2 separate regions of the Gossypium hirsutum genome follow, and region 2 is linked to region 1. The links are chromatin contacts, called in public Hi-C maps. All regions are on one chromosome and are shown on one strand. Each heading gives the region's core, a stretch centred on a gene start, on an enhancer-like site or on the middle of the called end of the contact. The rest is flanking DNA. Distances are from core to core; before and after follow the strand shown.

Region 1 (5,373 bases), core at 1,580-4,079:
GGAATTTCTATACTCTTATTTTGCAGTCTGCACAAGTTATACCTGACTAGAGCTTCCATCACCATCAGAAACCAAACTACTTAGGTTTTCGATCATCATCAGCTGGTCTCTAATGTACCGATCACGCTCTTTATGTGATCTTCTTTCTTTTTCTAGTTCCATTTCAAGCTTTTCACGCTCTAATTCATACTGAAATTGGAATACAAGCAGATAAAAAATGTGTTAATGTATATGTTAATAATTGGTGCTAGAAGACTATAAATCTATAATCCTTTTGAAATAAACAAATAATGAACCTGAAGCATATCATTCCTCAGCTTTAATATCTCTTGCTCCAGCACCTCAGCATGAGATCCCTGAAAAAAGGTGACCAATTTTAGATTGCCTTTTTAAGTCTAATATTAGCTTATGTCACCTGATCCTCACCTGAAGCTTCCTGCGTAGCTCCTCTATCTCTAACTTTTGCCTTTTCAGTAGGGCTGCATCCGTCAAAACCTAGATACAAGTTAAACTATGATTAACTTCATTTCAAACTCAATGCCAAATCAATTAAAACAAAAATTCTAGATGAAAACTTGAACTCTTACTCTGTCATGTAACAACATAATAAATACTATAAATCCTATCAAATGTGTATGCGTGCGGAAATCACGTATAGGTATGTTTAAAACACAAATTTGGTGAGAGAACATTTTATGTTAAAAGTTAATTTTTAAAAGTTTACTCAAGAATTATTATTGGTGTGGTGGTAAAGAATTTGTTTATTTCCTAACTGAGTTGGTACCCGGTTAACCCGTGACACCAACTCAGCAAAGGGTTCTATTAATAATATAGATTTTATGATTTATATACAAGCTAGCGTTGGAAATCCATATATTCTGTGATAATGTGGTGCAATATAAGAAAATGACCAACCTCATTCACTTGAGCACAATTAGTAACTCGTTTAGCTCTGCTAGCAAAAAGGAGAGTTCCCTTCGTCTCCTCAATATGAATCTATAATAAAATTAAACCAGAATGCTCAGTTGAGAGTCATTTTCATCTCCCCTTCTCAGAAAGATAAGAAAACCAAAAACAAGCCACTGAATAACCACATACAGTCAAAGTAAGCGCACCTCTTCAGGAGCTACAGTACATATAATTGAAGTTTTCGCATTCCCTCCTAGAGCAGGCTGGAGTATGCGGGTTAATTTACTATCACGATAAGGAATATGTGCCCTTTACATGTCAATAATTCATATAATTAGAACATAGTTATTCTATACAAATAAGTTACTTCTCGCAGGATAAGCAAAACAAGTACCTTTGTTTTGCACTATCACTAAGTTTGTTAATTACATTACCAAGAACCATTAAGCTCTTGTTAATATACTTTCCTTCCTTCAAACGTACTCCACCAGTTCCAGTCTTAGCAATCCGCTCAGAACCAGCCAAATCAACCAAATTCTGCTTTCAAATAAAGGAATTAAAATAACATTCATAAAACTAATGGGACAAGGTATAAACTAGATAAAAGGGGGGAAAGTCTATAGTAATATAAGGTACATACCAAAACTGAGACGCGTATGGCATCACTGCTTGAATAATCACCAAAAGAGCCTGTATCCTTTCCCTTGCTTTCTATCACCTAGTAATGTAACATAAATACAACGAATATTAAGAGTAAAGTAGTAATGTTTATGTTCAACAATATGTTAAAAGAACATACCACTCTGAATATTGTATGAGACCTACTACTTCGTGCATTCATATTTGTCTCACCAAAATGCCTATTAACTGTAAGGAAAATGATTTAAACAAATTATTAAAAATAAACAACTACCCAGTTAAACCAATGGCAAAAAAAAGAAGTTTAAAGGACCTTCTCCAGACTCCAGGAGCTTCATCACTTGTTCAGCATTGTTCACAATTTCCTCCCTAAGACCCGCAACGAAAATCCCACGCTAAAACAAACAAGAAAAAATCTGTTAGTTTTGAGCATTATGGTACACATTTGATACGGCATCAAAGTTTAATCAATGGCTGACCTCTAAATTCTCATGAATCTGCAATTTCTGATTCTCTACAGCGAAAAGGTCGTTAATTTCTTCATTGTAAATTTCCATGTAGGAAACTCGGATGAGAAACTCTCGATCAGAGATCTGGGAATTGAATTCAACAACAAGAAAATCAAAGCCAAAGCTTCTAAAATATGTCGTTAACTGCTTCGGGAAAGAACCAAATTTCGTTAAATTACAATATTTATTTTCTGAAATATATCGTTAACTGCTCGATGAATAATTCCGGGATCGTTAGATGAACCGTTCATAGTGAAGGTCTTGCCGCTGCTTGTTTGCCCATATGCAAAAGAAGTTCCTAAAACATAAATAAAATTGTAAATCATATACAAATTAATCAATTTTTATACCAGATCATCAAAATTAGGGCTAAAAAAGGGGATAAAATTTAAACCGTTAAAGCCGTCCACAGCAGCATGAATAATATCCTTAGTAAGAAGCTCGTAAATATCTGAATTCGAGCAATTCTCATCGAAGACATGATCTAGAAACACAAAAAAAAATTCAAGGAATGAGAATTGGAATTGGAAAGGTAAAAAGGATTTGGGAAATGAAAATTTACCGAAAGCGTAAGAAACGCAGGAAATTGGGCTGCCGTGGAGCTTGTGAAGAGAGATTTGATTATCATCGACTCTCCAGAAAGTTGAAGAAGAATTTTCATGGCAAATTGGAGGTCTTACTCTCACTGCTACGCAGATCTTCTCCATTTTCTTTTTAAACGTTGAGTTGCAGAGCGAGAGCTAAGGCGGGATCTTTATGCATTGTGAAAACGGGGGAATTTGTATTTGAATGTTTTGGATTGACGGAAATGCCCATAAAATGGAGGATTGGATGGGTATTCGGACCCTAAAGAACATGTCTACTGGCCCAGTTTCTTTGGGTAAGAGAATAGCCCACATGCCTCAGTTGGATGATTGTATCAACATTACGAGAAGCCCATGTAATTTCCAAGGGCCAGCTTAGATCCTTTCCACTTTTGTAGTTCTTAATTGTATAGAATTCAAACAATGGTATACAACATAATTGTAGTAGAAAGTTCCACCGATAAAAGACTGCAATTATATTGTTTTATGTATATATTCAGAAAAAAGTTAAAAAAATTTACTTTAGCAAAATTAAATATTTATCTTTTGAGAGGCAAGTATAAGAAGAATAATAAAAATGGATAATGATAAATTCTCTCGATACTTCTACTTTCAAAAACAAAGTTAACTCTAACTAGAGTTGACACGTGGATAAATTTTATATTGCCACATGGAATTTTTTTTTTGGAAAAATGGTTAATCAATCAAGTCTAAGGACTTGAAAAAAATTATATCAAAGAATTTATGAAAAATGCCAAAATTAGCATATCTATTTTTAACCAAAAAAAAACCAGATGAAAAATATTTTATTAAAGAAATTAAATTAAATTAACGATGAAAAAAAAATCAGACAATTTACAAGAAAAAGCCATTTTTTTAATATTTATGGAAATGGGCCAACTTTTTGATTATTTACTGGAAAGTACCGAATTCCTCGAAAGTGCGTCCACGTCAGCACGATGTCAGGTGACATGTTAGAAAAGCGCGTCTCTAGGGGAGAGTTTTGCTCCTTTTTTTAGGGTTAGGATTTTTTTTGCATTTAGGGTTAGGATTTAAGGTTATTGTTTTAGTGTTTAGGGTTTAGAGTTTAGGGTTTAGAATTTAAGATTTAGAATTTTTTTAAAAAAAAATCAAAAAATTAGGGTTTTGGGTTTTGGGTTGCTTAATTACATTAATTATTAGTTTAAAAAATAAATTAGATTAAGGTTTAGGGTTAATTAATTAAATTATGGATTAGTTTTTTAAAATAATTTTGTGTTTAGGGTTATGGAAAAAATATATTAGCAATAAAAAAAATTTCTACAGTAATTTTTGAAAAAATAAATTAGAGAAGACGTATCTGAAAAAATAAATTAGAGAAGGCGTATCTAAAAAAATAATTTTGCGAAGTTGTTTCTGAACAAAAAGTGTTAAAAATGCTTCAAGCAGGATGCACTGTCAGCAAAAGTACTGAAAAAAGCTCCCACGTGGACGCTTGTTTTCTACAGTAATTTCTGAAAAAATATTTTTGAGAAGATGATTCTGAACAAATAGTGTCAAAAATGCTTCAAGAAGGATGCACTGTTAGCAAAAGTACTGAAAAAAGATCCCACGTTGACGCTTTTTTTCTACAGTAGTTTTTGAAAAAATAATTTTGAGAAGATGTTTCTGAACAAATAGTGTCAAAAACGCTTCAAGCAGGATGCACTGTCAGCAAAAGTACTAAAAAAAGCTCCCACGTGGACGTTCTTTTTCTACAGTAGTTTCTGATAAAATAATTTTGAGAAGATGTTTCTGAACAAATAGTGTCAAAAACGCTTCAAGCAGGATGCACTGTCAGCAAAAGTACTGAAAAAAGCTCCCACATGGACGCTCTTTTTCTACAGTAGTTCCTATTTGGCCTGAGGTTATAAATAAGCCAAATTTTATTCTCAGGTTGCATAAGTTACAGCAAGAAAAATTAGAGACGTTAAGCAAAATAGAAATTGAAGATGAGTGAACGTATTAGTGTTGTTATTTACTATGATGGAGAGGTTCGTCACACCGGGAATGGCGTTTTTTATCAGAGAATAAAATGTGACTGGTTTTTAACCAGGACATAGATTTGACAAAATTTCGTAAAAGAATTAGGTGTAAAATTTTCGGAATGACGCCAATGAAAGTTTTGTCTATTAGGTATCGATTTTGTGCTTCTGTTGATCCTGTGACATATGATTTGTTCGACATCAAAGGTGCTCGTAGCTTGGAGGCAATGGTGCAGACTCATCTTGCTAGTGGATCACCCTATATTAAGTTATATATACAATTTTCATCGCCAAATGATGCATTTGCGACTTCAACATCTATTGCTGTTCGAGAGGAATACACGACCCCTGCTCGACACTCCGTTAGTGAGTTGCAAAACACGGAAGCTCCCGTGTTTGGTAGCAGTATGTAATACACAACCCCTACACGACACTCCGTCAGTGGATGGGACATGCACCTCGGTGGGTCAATGTTTGATACTGGAAATATGTACTGGGGAATGACATCAACTTCTAATGGTTGGCAATCTACATCTAATTGGGACGTTATGAAATGCCCAGAAAAAAGGGATGACATATTCCCTACGAGATCCACCGGTGAGGGGACCTCGTACATTGCAGATGATGGTGGGTTAGATAATGACTCTGATGTAGATCCACCTCGAGAGCCAGCCCTGATGGTGCAGAAGTTGCATTATTTTCTGAACCGGAGCCTATTCTAACTAAACC
Region 2 (5,373 bases), core at 878-3,377, 180 kb after region 1:
ACTAATTAAATGTGTGTTAATTTATATTGAACCTAATAATTTCTAAACATGTGTGTTTACTGATGCGATTGTGTGTGTTGGTTTTTTGGTTGCTGTGGTCGGAGGAGTGATCAGGAATAATGTTGGACGATGGCTCTGGGGGTTCTCGTGCAAGGTATGGGTCTGCCCTACATTTGAAGCTGAGCTATGAAAGGCCTTTGAGGGCATTAAGCTAACATGGGAGAAGGGTGTTAAGAAGGTTGTCCTTGAGATGGATTGCATAGAGGTAGTTAATTTCCTGATTAGTCAAACTCTAGATCAAAGTTTACTAGGGGAAAGAGTAAAGGAATATTTACAGCGAATAGAGGACTTTTGTGTGACTCATGTCTTGAGGCAAAAGAACTGGATGAGAGATGGTATGGGGAGTTTGGCTATGAGAATGACTGATGTATGTAAGGTTTCTGAGGAATCTTGTTGGGTAGTACATGACATTGTGATGGTTGAGATTCCAAGCTCAATATTTGTTGATAGGTTTTTGTTTTATTGTGATCTTTCCTTTTGATAATATATATATTTCCATGAGGTTTTTAAGCAGGATTCATATTGTCTCCAAGCAGGTTTGCTATTCATAGTAAGAGAAGCAATGATGAAGGCAAAGAAGGTTGATTTAATAGTTGGTATTTATGCGGTTAACACTAAGGGTACGTTTGGTTCACTGTAATGGAATAGAGCTGTAATTGAATAGAGCTGTAATGGAATAGAACTGTAATAAGTAATTCAATTGTTTGGTTGGATGGAATGGAATAGAACTGTAATAGAATTCTTGTGTTTGGTTGGAATGGAATGACGTTGTAATAGAATAAGAAAAAAAACTAAAATGACCAGAATACCCTTAGTTGAATTTTTTTAAGTAAATGATTATTATTATTATTATTAAATTTTAATAAGATTATTATTAAAAATAATTTAATAAAAATAATAAATAATTTAATCATATTTTACTATAATTATTACTAAATATAATTTAATAAAATTCTTAATATAATTATTATTATATGAATTAAAAAATCATAATATAATTTATGAGTTAAGTAATAATTTTAATCGATACTTTGCTTTCCTTTGAGATGCATCTTTCTTTGTATAATAATGTATCATACTTGTTGAGTAATTGCTACTTTCTAGGAAAATAGTAGACCAGAACAATAAACCCATTGAACACCTGGCATTCTATCTATTGGAATCATATTAATTTAGGATTAATCTCAAATATTGAAATGCATGAAGGATTCTCATGACATTCTCAAATTGATGGACGTCAAAATTTTTAAAATACAACCAATTAAACCAGAATTGCTTAGTTTTGGCCTCAGTAAGCATTGCAACTGAACAACCAGCAACATTATGACATTTTTAGTCCATCCTCAATGGATGCAAAGAACTTTTGCAGCTATGGACCTAGCTATTAGCATGTTGTTCAACCAAAACTCTCAGTTCCATTCAAGTTAACTTCTTCAGACAGGATAATAGTAACCTAATGCTAGAAGTATCAGCACCACTAGTGCAGCAGGTGCGGCCCATGTCCAGTAGTTGGTTGACTTCTTACATCTCAGGATGGCTCTTGAAAGCACCTCAGGTCCTTTAGTTCGATTTTTGTACCAAATAGCATTCCCCTTTTGTGCTTTATCCTTCACTGAAATAGGAGCAGGAACAGGTGCTTCAGCACTAGCATCAACCTTCTCTGATTCTGAAGCTTCAGCCATGGGTTCAGTTGGTTCCTCGGGATTTATAGTATTCGTAGATGCTGCTGCTTTCTTCTTTGCTTTCTTCTCACGCTCCTGAAAGGAAAAAAACATCAAAAGAATTCAGTTTTAACCCGCACCACTTATAAAGAAGCAAAACAAGAGAAGAAGTAAATAATTTCCTTGAGCTTCTTTTCAGCTTCCTTTTGAGCTCTTATAGCTTCTTTGGTAGCTTCTTTGGTAGCTGCTTTTTCAGCCTGCTTCTTCTTCCTTTCTAAAGCTTGCTTTGCTTTTGCAATTTCCTCTTCTCTCTTCATTTCTTTCTGTTTTGCAGCATCAACTTCCTTGTTTGAAGATCCAGAGATCTTGTCTGCTACAACATTCTCTGGAGAGGATTTTGACTCCATTGCTTTGGTCTCAGCATCTTTCTAGCCCTTTTTGGTGTTTAGTACCTGGTTGGGGAGAGGATTTGGCTTCTTCCTTTGGTTGTTTCGCACCAGGTTTTGGAAGTGCTTCAGTTCCCGTATGTACTGTTATCTCTGGTAGAACTAATGGCTTCTCATCAGGATTCCTTATCCGACCATCCCTGCTTAATAGTCGAGTGTCCAGGGATTTCAGAATTCTTATAGGCAGCATAGGCCAAAATGTTGCCTTCAATTCTTTATAGATATTAGCCGAGGATTCAAAACGCAAGAACCCCAAAACTACATAATATATACTGTTCTAGATTGCAGCCCAAACTGTTTGATCAAAGATAACTTTTGCTGGAACCACCCACCAGTCATCGAAAGGAAACAGAGCCTGGAACTCAAAGTGTTTCATTGCTCCATGGAAAAAAAAACGACTCAAAGCAGCAAAACATATAAACTATGAACCACAAGTATTACCTCACAAAACTGGTAATAATAATGAGAAAGGGATCTATGAAGAGTAAATCCAACAAGGCCCGATCTGAAGGCTTTCCTTCATAACACTACACACAGGCTATACAATATGAGCTGAATGCAATATATGTTTACGTTTAAAGGATTAATAGAGAGGGTGGAGAAGAGAGAGAAACTACTTGTGCAATCTAATTTCCTATTGAATAGACTATCCCACTTATTGCCATTTTGGCTATCACTAGTTTGGCTTTAAGAGCTTGTTCGTATGCAATCCAATTATGTTCTGGAACATATTGGAGTACCTCATAAAGTGTCCATCCCTGTTAATCATTCATAAGAATCAAATAAATACTGAGATAGGAAAAAAATAATATTGTAGCATTTAGATTTCACTTCATTTTATTTTGAGGACTCCAGCTTTCACTTGGTTTTTGAAAGCTAATCTGCATAAACCTCAAATTTCCAGGAAAGCACAAATCATAAATAAAGACCCCCTTTTTCTTTTACAAGCAATGTTTCAGATTTCATGGTTAGTTTAGAAAGTTATAAACACCTCAACAATTTTCAAGATTAAAATCATAAAATGACGAATGAAAGAGATTAACCAACTCTAGCACAGAGAGAAGTGAAACCAAGGAAAACTACTACCAAGCAAAAATACCCTTCTCAAAACAAGAGTATACCAAAAGAAAGCTCTTTTGAAACGAATCATTATTCAACTCTAAGTAAAACAGGAAATAGAATTAAAATGCAAAAAAAAAATTGAAAAACCTAGGAGATAACTTGCATGCCAATAATCATGATCAATTGTAAGCAACTTGGATACAACAAACGTGTCAAATCCAAGAACGATAGAGGCATTGATTGCTCTACTACTCAACTTCTCGACATCATCATGGCTATCACCATCATCATCGTGACCACCTCCAACCTCTGAAGAAGAAGCCTTCAAAGTTTTGGAGCCATTTGGGAACAAAAGTTTCTTAGGTTTATGGGAATGACTGTTCTTCTTTGAAGCCAATTCTTTGTCCTCTGTGACTGATTGAATGACCTAATCTGCACTTCTTGGTAACTTTCTTTGGAGCCCAGAAATTAATAAGCAAACAAAACTCTGCGGAAGAGAAATTGGAAAAGAAAAGTACCAAGAAGCGCTCGTGCCAAGTCAATTTGCTACCCTGTAGTTGAAACTGCAGAAAGGAGATAGATGATGAAACAATGAAAGAAGATGATGTGAAGGAAGAAGAAGCAAAAATGTTTACCTGACCTTGGATGAAGGGGAGGAATGCCGGAGTCGAAGGGTATGTGAAATGGCTGCTGATTGAGAGTGTTTTTGACGTGAAATTTTGGTAAGGGTAGAATAGGTTTCTTCAAGCAACGAATCGGTAAACGGTGAAGAAGGCACGGAATAGAAATCCCCAAGAATCTCTGTTTAAGCCCGGAATGGAATCCACCCGTAATAGGGTATTACGTTGAACCAAACGCCAGTTTAAGTGGGCCTGAAAAATAGGTTAGTAATAAGCATGTAATGGTTTAGCTATTACCTTCAACCAAACATGCTGTTAAGCTTTATGCAGGAGTGTTGATTAGCATCTTCAACCAATGGCGGAGGATATAAAAGTTTTGAACAACGCGCAACCACTGTGCCTCTCTACTACTCATTATCAACGTCTAAACATAAGATACGGTTTACTCTTAATCAAACTGCCTAAAACTTGTATTCTACTAAAATTAACATTCACAACGGAAATAGAAAGAATAAAACAGTATTCGCTATAGTTTACATATAAGTAGTAAATGAAATGTAATGGGATTAAAAATAACATATTGGATAAATTATTCAACATAATTTTAGAGGAAAAAGCAAAATTAAGTAAATATGCATAAGATAATAAGAAATATAATATAATTAACTGTTAGAAATGTGGTCATTCTTTTGCATCTTCAATTCCAAGTCAAATATATTTTATGGAATTTTTTAAGGTAAAAACAGTGAATTCATAAATAGTAAATTTCAAATTTAGATTTGGTTGACTCGAAAATTGGAACAGATTGATTGGGCGGTTGAACAAATTGAATCAATATTTTTATTTTTATGATTAATTTAATAGAACAATTGTATCAGTCAAATAGATCGAATCTATTGGGCTAACAAACCGGTGGCCTAATTATGGAATTATTATTTAAAAGTCAAGGGTTTATAAATTAAAATTGTGGAAATTATGGTATAAATGAATTCTTTTTAAATATTTATATTGTATCGAATTAAATGCATGAAAGTTCGTTATTGTTTTTAGAACCGGATCAGACCAATCGGTCAAACCAATTGGATCTGAAGTCAGTCGGGGTACCAATCTAGAATAACGGGTTAGATTGGTTGACTCGTAAACTTCAATCCGTTGACCAGTTCAACCGAATTTATCTATTTTTAAATATTTTATTTTTAATAATTTATTTCCCTGGATTTTAGTATTCCAAGTGCTTGTAAGCTGATTGACGAAATAGAGAATAGAAAGCATGATGACATCCTATTATGAAATTTTTTTTAAAATCACTAACGAAGACAGCACGTTGCATTATCCGGTTGACATTAACCTTAAATGCGAATATATATGCTAAGATACTAATTTGTCAAGTTCAGAAATGGACAAGAAAGAAAGATTAGAGGACAAAGAGGGGGGAAGTATTGTCCTTTTCCTATGATTCATGTCCCTATCCAAGATATGGTTTGCCTAATTCTCAGGATGGCCTGGAAAAACACCTTCACTTAA

Evidence for each region. Hi-C and Micro-C count contacts between places; a contact is called where the count stands out from the background.
Region 2: a Hi-C map of leaf shows a contact between it and region 1, with 2.6 times the contacts expected there. The contact joins the promoter of LOC107951419 here to the promoter of LOC107951423 in region 1. A contact is called at or near these places in 11 of 34 Hi-C or Micro-C datasets (anther, callus, fibers and 3 more).

Annotation. Positions count from the first base shown.
Region 1 is chrA02:20,335,074-20,340,446 of Gossypium_hirsutum_v2.1, forward strand. It overlaps LOC107951423 (kinesin-like protein KIN-7N), which reads right to left and starts at 2,830. Exons shown (of 17, transcript XM_016886473.2): 1 at 2,620-2,830; 2 at 2,452-2,541; 3 at 2,237-2,355; 4 at 2,028-2,141; 5 at 1,862-1,943; 6 at 1,709-1,776; 7 at 1,550-1,627; 8 at 1,304-1,446; 9 at 1,116-1,218; 10 at 916-996; 11 at 427-495; 12 at 297-356; 13 at 43-189. The coding sequence starts at 2,764.
Region 2 is chrA02:20,517,975-20,523,347 of Gossypium_hirsutum_v2.1, forward strand. It overlaps LOC107951419 (proton pump-interactor 1), which reads right to left and starts at 2,128. Exons shown (of 2, transcript XM_041083508.1): 1 at 1,922-2,128; 2 at 1,494-1,817. The coding sequence starts at 2,128. The coding sequence ends at 1,494. It also overlaps the pseudogene LOC107952273.